Linked DNA regions of Mus musculus: region 1 is linked to region 2. The links are chromatin contacts, called in public HiChIP or PLAC-seq maps. All regions are on one chromosome and are shown on one strand. The core of a region is the stretch at or near the end of the contact, and the rest is flanking DNA. Distances in the headings are between cores, read along the strand shown. Region 1 has its middle 7.0 kb from the start of Gm25137. Region 2 holds the start of C530005A16Rik (RIKEN cDNA C530005A16 gene).

Region 1 (5,434 bases), core at 265-2,764, 71 kb before region 2:
CTTCAGAGAGAATCATGTGCTAGTTACCTGTGGGTTTTTTGTTTGTATGGTTGGTAAATGTTTTTGTTTTTTTGTTTTTTGTTTTTTGTTTTTTTTTTTTTTTTTGCTTTTTGTTTTGTTTTGTTTGGTTTGGTTTGGTTTGGTTTGGTTTGGTTTGGTTTGGTTTGGTTTTTCGAGACAGGGTTTCTCTGTGTAGCCCTGGCTGTCCTGGAACTCACTCTGTAGACCAGGCTGGCCTCGAACTCAGAAATCCACCTGCCTCTGCCTCCTGAGTGCTGAGATTAAAAGCATGTGCCACCACCTTCCAGGGCTATGTTCTCTGTGTTAAAAGATTTATTTATTTTTGTTTTATTCATATTGGTGTTTATTTTGCCTACGTGTATGCCTGCATACCTTGTGCATGCATGCATTGCCCCTGAAGGCCAGAAGAGGGCATCTAATACTCTGGAATGGAGTTATAGGTGGGTCTTAACCCCCATATGGGTACTGAGAATTGAACTTGGATCTTCTGGAAGAACAATCACTAAGACATCTCTCCAGTCCTCCTTTCCCCTTCTCTCTCTCTCTCTCTCTCTCTCTCTCTCTCTCTCTCTCTCTCTCTCTCTCTCCCTCCCTCCCTCCCTCCCTCCCTCCCTCTCTCTCTCTCTCTCTCTCTCTCCTTCCTTCTTTTACAACATAATCTCCTGTACTCCAGGCTCGGTTGGACCTTACTATGAAGTAAAGGGTAACATTGGTCTTTATAGGGATATATCACTGAACATATCCAAGATTATTCAGTACCAAGTTTGAACCCAGGGCTTCACATATGCTAGGCTGCAGTCTGGCAACCAAGCTACAGCCCTGCCTTATTCAAACAGGTGTAGAATGTGCTGGAATGTAGGACCCTGCTTACTCTTTCACAGTTGGCATATGTTAGTCCTTCAGCCTAGATTGCTGCTGCTCCCCGGCTTCCTTAAACTCCCTGAGTGGCACCTGTTTATCCTTTCACATGGCAGTTATCATTAAATATCTGTCACCTGCATGAGTAAATCATGCTTTTATATATATGGTACTGAGGATCAAACTCAGGTTTTGTTTTTAGATTTTTGTGGTTGTTGTTTGTTGGTTTGTTTGTTTGTTTGTTTTCTCTGTGTAACAGAGCTGTGGCTGTCCTGGACTCACTCTGTAGATCAGGCTGGCCTCGAACTCAAGGAGGTATGCCTGCCTCTGCCTCCAGAGTGCACTACCATGCCTGGCTCCAGGCCTGACTCCAGCATTTCTTTTAAAAGATAGGATCTTTCTATTTATCCCATGCTTGCCTTGAATTTATAATGCTCTTGAAATTATGGCCAGGGGCCATATTGTCCAACTAACTCAATCACTTCTACCCACTTCTAACAGAGCACCCTTTGTGGGTGACATTCGCAATAGAAGTCTGTAAATTCAGGAAATGAAGTTAACAGAAGAAATCAGTACTGCCACATGACTCAGGCTGACTGCTTCCTTCTGCATTTTTTTCCCCTTTGCCTTGCCAGCTCTGCTCATATGACTCCCTCTCACTCCTTCCCACCTTCCAACCACAGACCAGTGATTTTAGCTGGCTGTAGTCTTCTTTCCACGACCTCACTTCAGCACTGATCTTCCTGTCTGAGTCCTGCCCTGGTATATCTTCTATGCCCTCAGCTGGCACTCCACACACAGGTGTGTGAATGTTTACATGTGTGAGCACACGTGCCTGCCCACATGTGTGCATTCATGTAGAGGAGGGGAGGGTGCAACCTAGCTCTAGAGTCCTGCATTGTTGGGCTAAGTTGCACTTTCAAGGGATAGAGTGGGAGAGGGGAAGTGACAATTCTACCCCAGACGCCTCTGCAGGAATCTACTCAATAACAATAAGTAATAACTACTATACTTAGTTCCCACTAGTGTTCTGGACTCTTTCCCTTGGTCCCAAAATATCTCCAAAAAGTGAAGGGGTTTTTTTTTTTTCAAATTTCTTTTTCTTTTTTTTGTTCTCTTTCTTTTTTCCCCTTTGGTTTTTTTGTTTGTTTGTTTGTTTTGTTTTTTGTTTTGGTTTTTCGAGACAGGGTTTCTCTGTGTAGACCTGGCTGTCCTGGAACTCACTCTGTAGACCAGGCTAGTCTTGAACTCAGAAATTCACCTGCCTCTGCCTCCCAAGTGCTGGGATTAAAAGCGTGGGACACCATGCCCTGCTTTTTTCTTTCTTTCTTCTTTCTTCTTCTTTTTTAAAAAAGATTTATTTATTATATGTAAGTACACTGTAGCTGTCTTCAGACACACCAGAAGAGGGAGTCAGATCTCATTACGGATGGTTGTGAGCCACCATGTGGTTGCTGGGATTTGAACTCAGGACCTTTGGAAGAGCAGTCGGGTGCTCTTACCTGCTGAGCCATCTCACCAGCCCCTCTTCTTTCTTTCTTTCTTTCTTTTAAAATATGAGTACACTGTATCTGTCTTCTGACACACCAGAAGAAGGCATCAGATTCCATTATAGATGGTTGTAAGCCACCATGTGGTTGCTGGAAATTGAACTTAGGACCTCTGGTAGAGTAGTCAGTGCTCTTAACTGCTGAGTAATCTTCCAGCCCCTACTTAATTTATTTTTATTTTTATTATTTAATATATTTATTTTGTGTTTTGGAGACAGGATTTTAAGATTAACCCAGGGTGGTCTCTAAATTGCATCGATCCTTCTATGTCTGCTTCCTGTATTTTTCTGAATTCATTCATTTTATGTAAATATGTGTTCTGTCTGAATGTCTGTCTGTGCATCACATATGAGTAGTGCCCTCAGCAGAGAGCATTAGATCCTCTGACACTGGAGTTACAAACGATTGTCAGCTGCCAACCCCCCCCCTTTTTTTTTAATCACCCATTGAGCTCAATTCGTGCTGCCCATGTGCTTATGGTCATAAGACCATCTACTACCATGTGTTAAATGTATGAAAATACACCCTTTAAAAAAGCTGACACTCCTTTTCCAAAAACCATCAACTGTCAATAGTTCTTCAGTTTGGAGTGGTGCTTACAAGTCTCTTCACACTAGAGTGACTCAATCTTATGCTGACGGTCACAGCTGACAGCTGCTGTGGGTGTGCTGCTTCCTTCCAGGAGGAGACACTGCTTTGTTCCACTCCTCCCTGACTACTATCTCTGAACAACCTACTCCCCTGTTCCTCCAGCTCCAGTGGGTCCGACATCCTCCTCTGCCTCCAGGATGCTTGTGCTCATGCACACCCACACCCACGTGCACACACACATAGTATAGACAAATAACACTTTTTAAAAAAATTTCTTAATGTAAACGAGGAAAATACCTAATAAAAATAAAATTAAATTAAAAAAAAATTTCTTGGGCTGGTGAGATGGCTCAGTGGGTAAGAGCACCCGACTGCTCTTCCGAAGGTCCGAAGTTCAAATCCCAGCAACCACATGGTGGCTCACAACCATCCATAATGAGATCTGACTCCCTCTTCTGGAGTGTCTGAAGACAGCTACAGTGTACTTATATATAATAAAAATAAATAAATCTTTAAAAAAAATTTCTTTATGGGGGAGAGGGAGGAACTTTTCAGACTTGGCATGGTGGTGTTACAGGGCTCTCTCAGTTCTTGTCTCCTGGAAAGAATTCAGTTGGGAGATGCAGGCAGCAAATCCAAGCAAGCATTCCAGAGAGAGGGAGTGGGCTTCCCTAAATTAGGGCTGGCAGCACAATGGATGCCGGATTGTGGCTTTTTTTTTTGTTGTTGTTGTTGTTTTGTTTTGTTTTTTGAGACAGGGTTTCTCTGCATAGCCCTGGCTGTCCTGGAGCTCACTTTGTAGACCAGGCTGGCCTCGAACTCAGAAATCTGCCTGCCTCTGCCTCCCGAGTGCTGGGATTAAAGTTGTGCACCACCACGCCCGGCTGGATTGTGGCTTTTTAAAAAGTGAATATTTATGATGTAGGTGACATATTTATGGGTTAATAATTGAATTTTTTCCTCCTAAATCACAGAGGACTGAATCTGCTCTGTTTCTGTCTCTTTGTCTCTGATTTTTCAAGATGGGGTTTCTCTGTGTAGCCCTGGCTATCCTGGAAACTTATTTTGTAGACCAGGCTACGCTTGAACTCAGAAATCCAACTGCCTCTGCCTCCCAAGTGCTAGGACTAAAGACATGTACCACCATTGCTGGGCCTAGATCTTTCTTCATTTTACTTCATGATCCTCTAGGTAGCTCACGAAGGGAGGACTGGGAGGAAGATCACAATGTAGTAAAGCCAAGGAGCCTTTTGTAGCCCCTTTAGTGCACATGTGGGGATGCCCTGGTACCTGAGTTACAGACAGTTGTGAGCTGCCATGTGGAAACTGGGATTTGAACCTGGGTCCTCTGTAAGAGCAGCAAGTTTGCAACCCCAAGGACATTAACCACAAAGGAGTAGTCTCACAGTCCGGAGACACCGCTTCAGAGGTACAGCTACAGTTTTCTTTTCTTTTGGGGGGGGGGGCTTGTTTGTTGGTTGGTTGTTTTTTGTTTTTTTTTGTTTTTTTGTTTTTTTTGGAGACAGGGTTTCTCTGTATAGCTCTGGCTGTCCTGGAACTCACTCTGTAGACCAGGCTGGCCTCAAACTCAGAAATTCGCCTGCCTCTGCCTCCCAAGTGCTGAGATTAAAGGCCTGTGCCACCACCGCCCAGCTAGCTACAGTTTTCTTAATGACTTTGTATCTAACTTGATTTTGAAACCACTCTAGGTCCCATGACTGACCTCATGGCTAGCTCTCTGTTAATAAAATTTGTAATTCCAGAAGTAAGACATTTTGTTGTTTTTCTAAACTGTGTCTTTGTCATGAAGGCCGGTTTTACAACAGTTTTCCAGGCTGTGTAAACAGGAAAGTGGCTTGTGCCATCTGCAGGACTTCCTCCCAGTTCCATACTCATTTCTATATTTCTAACAGCGATGCAAGCTTCTAATTCTAGAACTTGGGATGTAGAGGCAAAAAAGCCTGAAGTTCCATGCCAGCCTCAGCTATGTGAGACCTTATCTCAGTAAAACAAATTGGGACCAGGTTTGGTGATAAGTGCCTTAAATCCCATAACTTGGGAGACAGTGGCTGTCAGGCAGATCTCTGTGAGTTCAAAGCCATTTTGGTCTATAAAGTGAAGAAAAAAGTATTTATGAAGGTTCCTGGACAGCCAGTCAGCTCCAAATCTAGTGAAAGACTGTCTCAAAAATAATAAGGTGGGGGCTGAAGAGATAGATGGCTTAGTGATTAAGAGCACTGGCTGCTCTTCCAGAGGTCCTGAGTTCAATTCCCAGCAATCATATGGTGGCTCACAACCATGTGTAATGGGATCTGATGCCCTCTTCAAGTATGTCTGAAGACAGCTACAGGGCTACTCATGTACATTCAATAAATATTTTTTAAAAATCTGAAACTAAAAGGTTTAAAAAATGT
Region 2 (5,335 bases), core at 276-2,775:
GCTGCTTGCTTGCTAGGATAGCACAGTTGCCCATAGGTCCAGGAGCTGAAGGTTGTGGCAAGCAAAGGGCTGGAGGTAATGCTGTGGTCCCTCCTGTATCTTGTCCATTCCGGGCCAAGCTGGTCATTAGCTGTACCCATATCCAAGAAGTGTCAAGGCCCCGCAGGAAGTCATAGAAAATGACAAGGCCAGCCCTGAAGAATACAAATCTATGTACACAGAGCCCCTAATTCCTCCACCCGGCCAGTACTTTAAGCCTGGATGGCGGTTGGTGGGTCTCCATAAATGTCAGCATTCAAAAATGCTGTGAAGGAGGGAGCAGGCCTCACCCAGGATCATAGGGTGCTGGACCTAGAACATCTGATGCAGGTAGGAGGAAGTGGAGATCCAGACCCATTTTTCTTGTCATGGTTCCATTAAGTATCTATTGTGGACAAAAGAGTTCAGTCCTACAGAACTGCAATCTGCCCATGATCCCCAAACTGCATGTCAAGCCAGCCATCAACCCCGAATGCTGTCTTTCTCACAGTCTTTGAAGTGCCATGGAAGTTCTGGGCTTTTGTGGAACTTGTAAGTTGTGGTATTGGGGGTGCAACCAGTGGAGGGAGGAGGGAGTTATCACACCTACTCAGGTGTCCGGGGAGATCCCTGGATCCTAGAAACAACAACAAAGTGGCTTGAGCTGGAGGAAGCAGCAAACTGAGTAAGTCAGAGGGAGTACAGGCTCATAAACCAAAGATACAAAGATAGCTGTATTGACAGAAACACGTTACAGACATGGACTTCATCCTCCCGACTTGGTCCCTTCACCCCTTCAGAGTTGGGTTCCCTGGGATTGTCTAGGGAGAGGCTGTATTTTTCACTGACCCCAGGGCGACAGACTCAGGACTTTCTGCTTCTGCAATGCCAGGATTTCTGCCTCCAGGAGCCTGTTTTCGGCTTCCACCGTTAGAACCTCCTCAGAGGCGGCACTTAGTTTTTCTGAGATGAATTAAAGTGATCTGTCAAGCATTATGTAGTAATCCAACTTTAAGGGTTTCTGCACAAGCCTGGATTTGTCATCTGGCAATGGGTTTTCCTTCCTTGGGCTTACGTGCCTCCCATTCTAGTGGTGCTCTCCCTCAAGCCCTTTTCTCCTTCCAACTCTAGGACCATCAGTGTAGAAACCCTCTATGATAGACCCTTTCGTTCACCCTTGCGGTTTTGCGACCGCTGCAATTCCAGGGCTGACGCTTCCACTTGCAGCTGCAATATTTTGTCCAGAACTTCTGGGTCCCGGCCTCCACCGTGCACGTAGGCTTCACGTAGGATCCTAGCAAGAAGGCAGCAGAAAGCGATCTCCCAGACTGAACAGACTCCCGATCCTGTCCACCCAGGGCCGGGGTCCTCACCGGATCTCTGCAGCCAGCGTTTCCGGGTTGAACCGCAGGGGCAGGTAACAGAATTCCACTGCCCTATGGGTGTCCTGCAGTTTTCTGGCGCAAGCAGATGATGTCACTGACCCGAGCCCAAGGCCCCGCCCGCACTCCTACCAAAGCTGGGCCGGCAACTCACCGAGGCTGAAGCTGGAGCGCCTGGAAATGCGCACCTAGCGTTTGCAGTGCTCCCCGGGTCCGGTTGGCCTCTTCCTTGAGTTCTCTGAGCTCGCGCTCCAAGTCGAATGGGCGGGGTAATCCTCCCTTGGGTCCCGCCACGCTGTGGAGGCGCCGTTTTAATTCTGAGGGACAAATGGGCAGAGTCAGGGTGAGTCCGAGCACAGCGACAGGGCCGAGTCCTTACCTCTCACCTTCGCCGCGACGCTCCAGCGCCCGGCTCTGTGCTTCTGTTTCTGCCATGCGTCTGGCGCGGGTTCCCTGCAAGACTCGCAGCCTCTCCCCAGGGCTCCCTGCAGTCTGGGAAGTGAGACCCTCAGTCGCTCGGGGACCTATTTTCTGTAGGGACAGCAACTGCACCTGCAAATAACTCGGACCCGCTATTTCTGTACTGGGTGATTTCCAGCATGTAAATCTCTACACATGTAAAGTTGAAGTTTGTAGTCATGATTGGTGTGTACCTCCTCTGTCAGCCTCTTTAGAGCAGATGTGCTGGCTTCCTGATCACGGCTCTTTTCTTGTGCCATGATCTGGTGGCGGGGAGGCAAAAAACGTAAGAATAATGATTGATGGAAAACCTACCCCTGGCCACTGGCGGCCCTTACCTTGGTGCCTCGTTTGATCGCGACTGAAGGCTGTGATTTAAGTGTTACCTCCGGAGTCAGCCGGCCAATGCAGAATCGTTTGGTGTGTGTGGCCAACAGAGCCCAGGAGCGGAAAACCATATCACAGGATTCACAGGATAAAAGTCCTGATTCCCCTGAGTAATCGGCCATGGAATGGAATCTCTTATAGACACCAGCGTCCTACAGAGGATGTGACAAAAGAGAAAAGGCGGACTGGACAGAAAAGAGAGAAAAGGGACAAAGAATAGACCAAGTCTGCTAAATCGCCAGGTCCTTCAAATGTATGTTTATGTTTGGGGAGGTGCCCTAGCTCCCTGGGCAGCGAGTACAGGCTTAGGCAGGCCTGGGCAATGTGCCTGGCCACCTTTGGGTGGGGCCCAGGTGTGAAAATGTCAGTTTGTTCCACCAATTACAGTGAGTTTGGCCAAGTATTTAATTAACTGCGGCTTTGACTTCATTGCCTATTTAGCCTCTGATAGGCAACTGTCATCTGTACCACAGCTGTTCTCTAAAATGGACAGATTTCAAGCTAGAATTCTCCACTGTAGGGAACATTTCCGCACAAGGTAAACCTCATATTAGCAGTATGTCTTTGCATAAACCCATCTTTTACAGAATTAACACACCACACAATGGAATAGTCTTTCTAATTCCCATTCTGGGACAGGAATGATCTGAACCTTTCCAGTAATGAGAACTGGGAGACCCGTTGGGGAGAATACAATTTGTCAGATGGATACTACTTGTGAGTTAAACGAGCTCTTTCTGCTGGTCAAGTTATCGTCACCTTTACACAGATCTGTAAAAGCAACGTTCATCCTCATCTCCTAGGCGAATCTATGCCTAAAATGTTTTCAGGCTCTGAGACTATTGAATAAACTCACTCTAGCTCTTCCTCAAAGCTGGCTGACTCAACTCAGCTGTTCTGTCTCAAAGTCCTCTCTGAACTGGTTCAAACCGGCTTCTCTTAGCTTCTCATTGAAGTGCTCTACTTGGTGAAGCTGCCTCTAAACTACACTCAACTGAACTAACTCCAAGATGGATTTTCCCTGCACTGCTCTTTTTTTTTTTTTTTTTAAGATTTATTTATTATATGTAAGTACACGGTAGCTGTCTTCAGACACACCAGAAGAGGGCGTCACGGATGGTTGTGAGCCACCATGTGGTTGCTGGGACTTGAACACTGGACCTTTGGAAGAGCAGTCGGGTACTCTTACCCACTGAGCCATCTCACCAGCCCCCCTGCACTGCTCTTAAGTAGCATTTCTTTCCTGAGTTGGGCTTTGCCCATCTGTGGAGAGCTTTGTGGGGCCACTTGGCTGGGATTTGACATTAGGCCAGGACAAGGAAGTAAGCTCAGGCAGGAATCTAATTTGGCTAGAACAAAGTAGTAGGCTTAAGGCAAGAATTTTACTTTGGGCTAGGACAGGGAAGTAGGCTCAGATATCTTGGTCATCCTGATAAGCACTTAGAAACAGTGAGCTTGGGAGTTTTATTGTCTTGCTTATTCTCCAGCCTAGAACTGATCTTATTATTTGCATGTAATTAAAATGATATAAAAGCAAATTGGGGGAAAAAAAATAAACCTACTTCAGCCTCAGACCTTGCTGAGTTCATACTACAATGAAAATTGCCTTTTTTCTTTTTAATCCTCGCTCCTGAGCTGATCTCTCTGACTCATTTGGTCAGATATTTCTGATTCATCACACTAAGGGCATGTCTGTATCCAGCGAGGTCATACAGACATCTATCTTTTGGATGTGATCCTTTTCAAGAGCAAACATGTTCCCTGATTAAAATTCGTCTACACAGATCCATGCACCTCATTTCTGAAGCAGCCTTTCCTCAGTAAGACAGAGCTGTTAAGGTAGTTCTCTCCAAACATCCAAAGAGGAGCAAGTTACACGATGTTTATGTGCTCTGAAACATTATATAAAAGGCGAGCATTCTCTCCACTGCCTTAATAAACTGTTACTTCATAGATTTAAAAGATGCTTTTTCTTTTTTAGTGTATGGGTATTTTGCCTGCACGTATACCAACGCATTCAGTTCCCAATGAGGTTAGAATTGGGGTGGCTTAGGTTATGATTGCTAGTTGCATTTTGAACCGTAGCCAACTGAAAGAGCAGCTAGTTGAGTGCTCCATGGGGCCATCCTTCCAATTCCAGCAGATTTAGAAAAATGGGCTACATGAGCATTATACTGAAAGTGTTACCTTTTGTGGTGGTTTCAGGTAGTAAATCGAGGGCCTTGGCCATGCAATGCAAGTAAATGTTCTGCCAATGAACTATGACCTCCAGCTGCCAATTTCCTTAACATATCTTAACATTTAGCCTGTGCATGTATTTGTGTTAGCACAGGTAGGCCAGGTAAAGTATCATGTCAAGGGAGTCATTTGTCTACTTTCATCATGTGGATCCCAAGAATCAAACCGAAATCCTCAAACTTGGTGACATAAACTTAAGTTCACTGAGCCATCTTGGTGGCCCTAAAATGTGGAACCACAACCATAAAAACTGCAAAAGCCACAAGCGCTCCTAACCCACTAAGCCATCTCTCCAGCTCTTCATTCATTTTGTATGTATATGTGCATATCAAGTTCACATATACAACTCGGAGAACAAATTGTGGAAACCATTTCTCAACTTCCATCACCATGTGTTTCTAGGTATGGAAGATGTAAACACTTAGTGGGCAAGTGCTAACCCTACACGGAGTCATTCTCATTCCTCCATCTCCACTGTCGTCTTACTTCATTCAATCACCCCCATGCACCCATTTAATTAAGTAGGAAGCACTTGTCAGGCCTTCTTTAAAATATTCATATTGGTGGCTGGACACTTGGCTCAGCAGCAGTTCAGAGCTGTTCTTCCAGAGGAGCAGAAGTCCCCCTTTGGCCTCCTCTGGCAATCAGTGCAGCATGGCATTCAGAGACACACACATAGGCAAAACACCTACACATAAAACACAACCAACTGAGGTGGGGGGAGGCCTCCAAACCCAGGTATATTGATAAATCCTGGGCACTAAAAAATTCCTTCAGTAAAAAAAATGTAGTTTATTATGAATAATTTATTGCACAGGTTTTTTCCACATTAAGAATTTTTGCTGAAAAGA

The links. HiChIP or PLAC-seq counts read pairs in DNA pulled down with a chosen protein or histone mark.
Region 1: a contact with region 2 is called in an H3K4me3 HiChIP or PLAC-seq map of the SCID.adh cell line, with 18 read pairs. The contact joins the enhancer-like site here to the promoter of C530005A16Rik in region 2. A contact is called at or near these places in 7 of 39 promoter capture datasets (the C10 cell line, the HPC-7 cell line, cranial neural crest and 3 more), 1 of 15 datasets of contacts at CTCF or cohesin (the NIH/3T3 cell line), 2 of 484 Hi-C or Micro-C datasets (female germline stem cell-derived STRA8 germ cells and forebrain), 8 of 115 datasets of contacts at active chromatin or transcription factors (CD8 T cells, the SCID.adh cell line, bone marrow-derived macrophages and 1 more) and 3 of 9 other capture datasets (adipose tissue, liver and pancreatic islet).

The regions. Positions count from the first base shown.
Region 1 is chr4:116,664,476-116,669,909 of GRCm38.p6, reverse strand. No RefSeq gene overlaps it. Among named protein-coding and RNA genes, the nearest start is that of Gm25137, 7.0 kb to the left of the region's middle. Within about 2 kb of position 1,514, at least 102 of the 459 cell types and tissues checked have an H3K27ac peak or open chromatin away from gene starts, as enhancers often do. A contact at or near this core is called in the NIH/3T3 cell line, the SCID.adh cell line, adipose tissue and 2 more, where this site is marked.
Region 2 is chr4:116,593,820-116,599,154 of GRCm38.p6, reverse strand. It overlaps C530005A16Rik (RIKEN cDNA C530005A16 gene), which reads left to right and starts at 1,525. Exons shown (of 3, transcript NR_029450.1): 1 at 1,525-3,313. Ccdc17 (coiled-coil domain containing 17) reads right to left here and starts at 2,425. Exons shown (of 13, transcript NM_001037916.3): 1 at 2,198-2,425; 2 at 2,054-2,122; 3 at 1,787-1,892; 4 at 1,555-1,717; 5 at 1,392-1,475; 6 at 1,194-1,312; 7 at 868-981; 8 at 528-655; 9 at 330-424; 10 at 1-194. The coding sequence starts at 2,368. It overlaps Gpbp1l1 (GC-rich promoter binding protein 1-like 1), which reads right to left. Exons shown (of 12, transcript NM_029868.3): 12 at 5,253-5,335.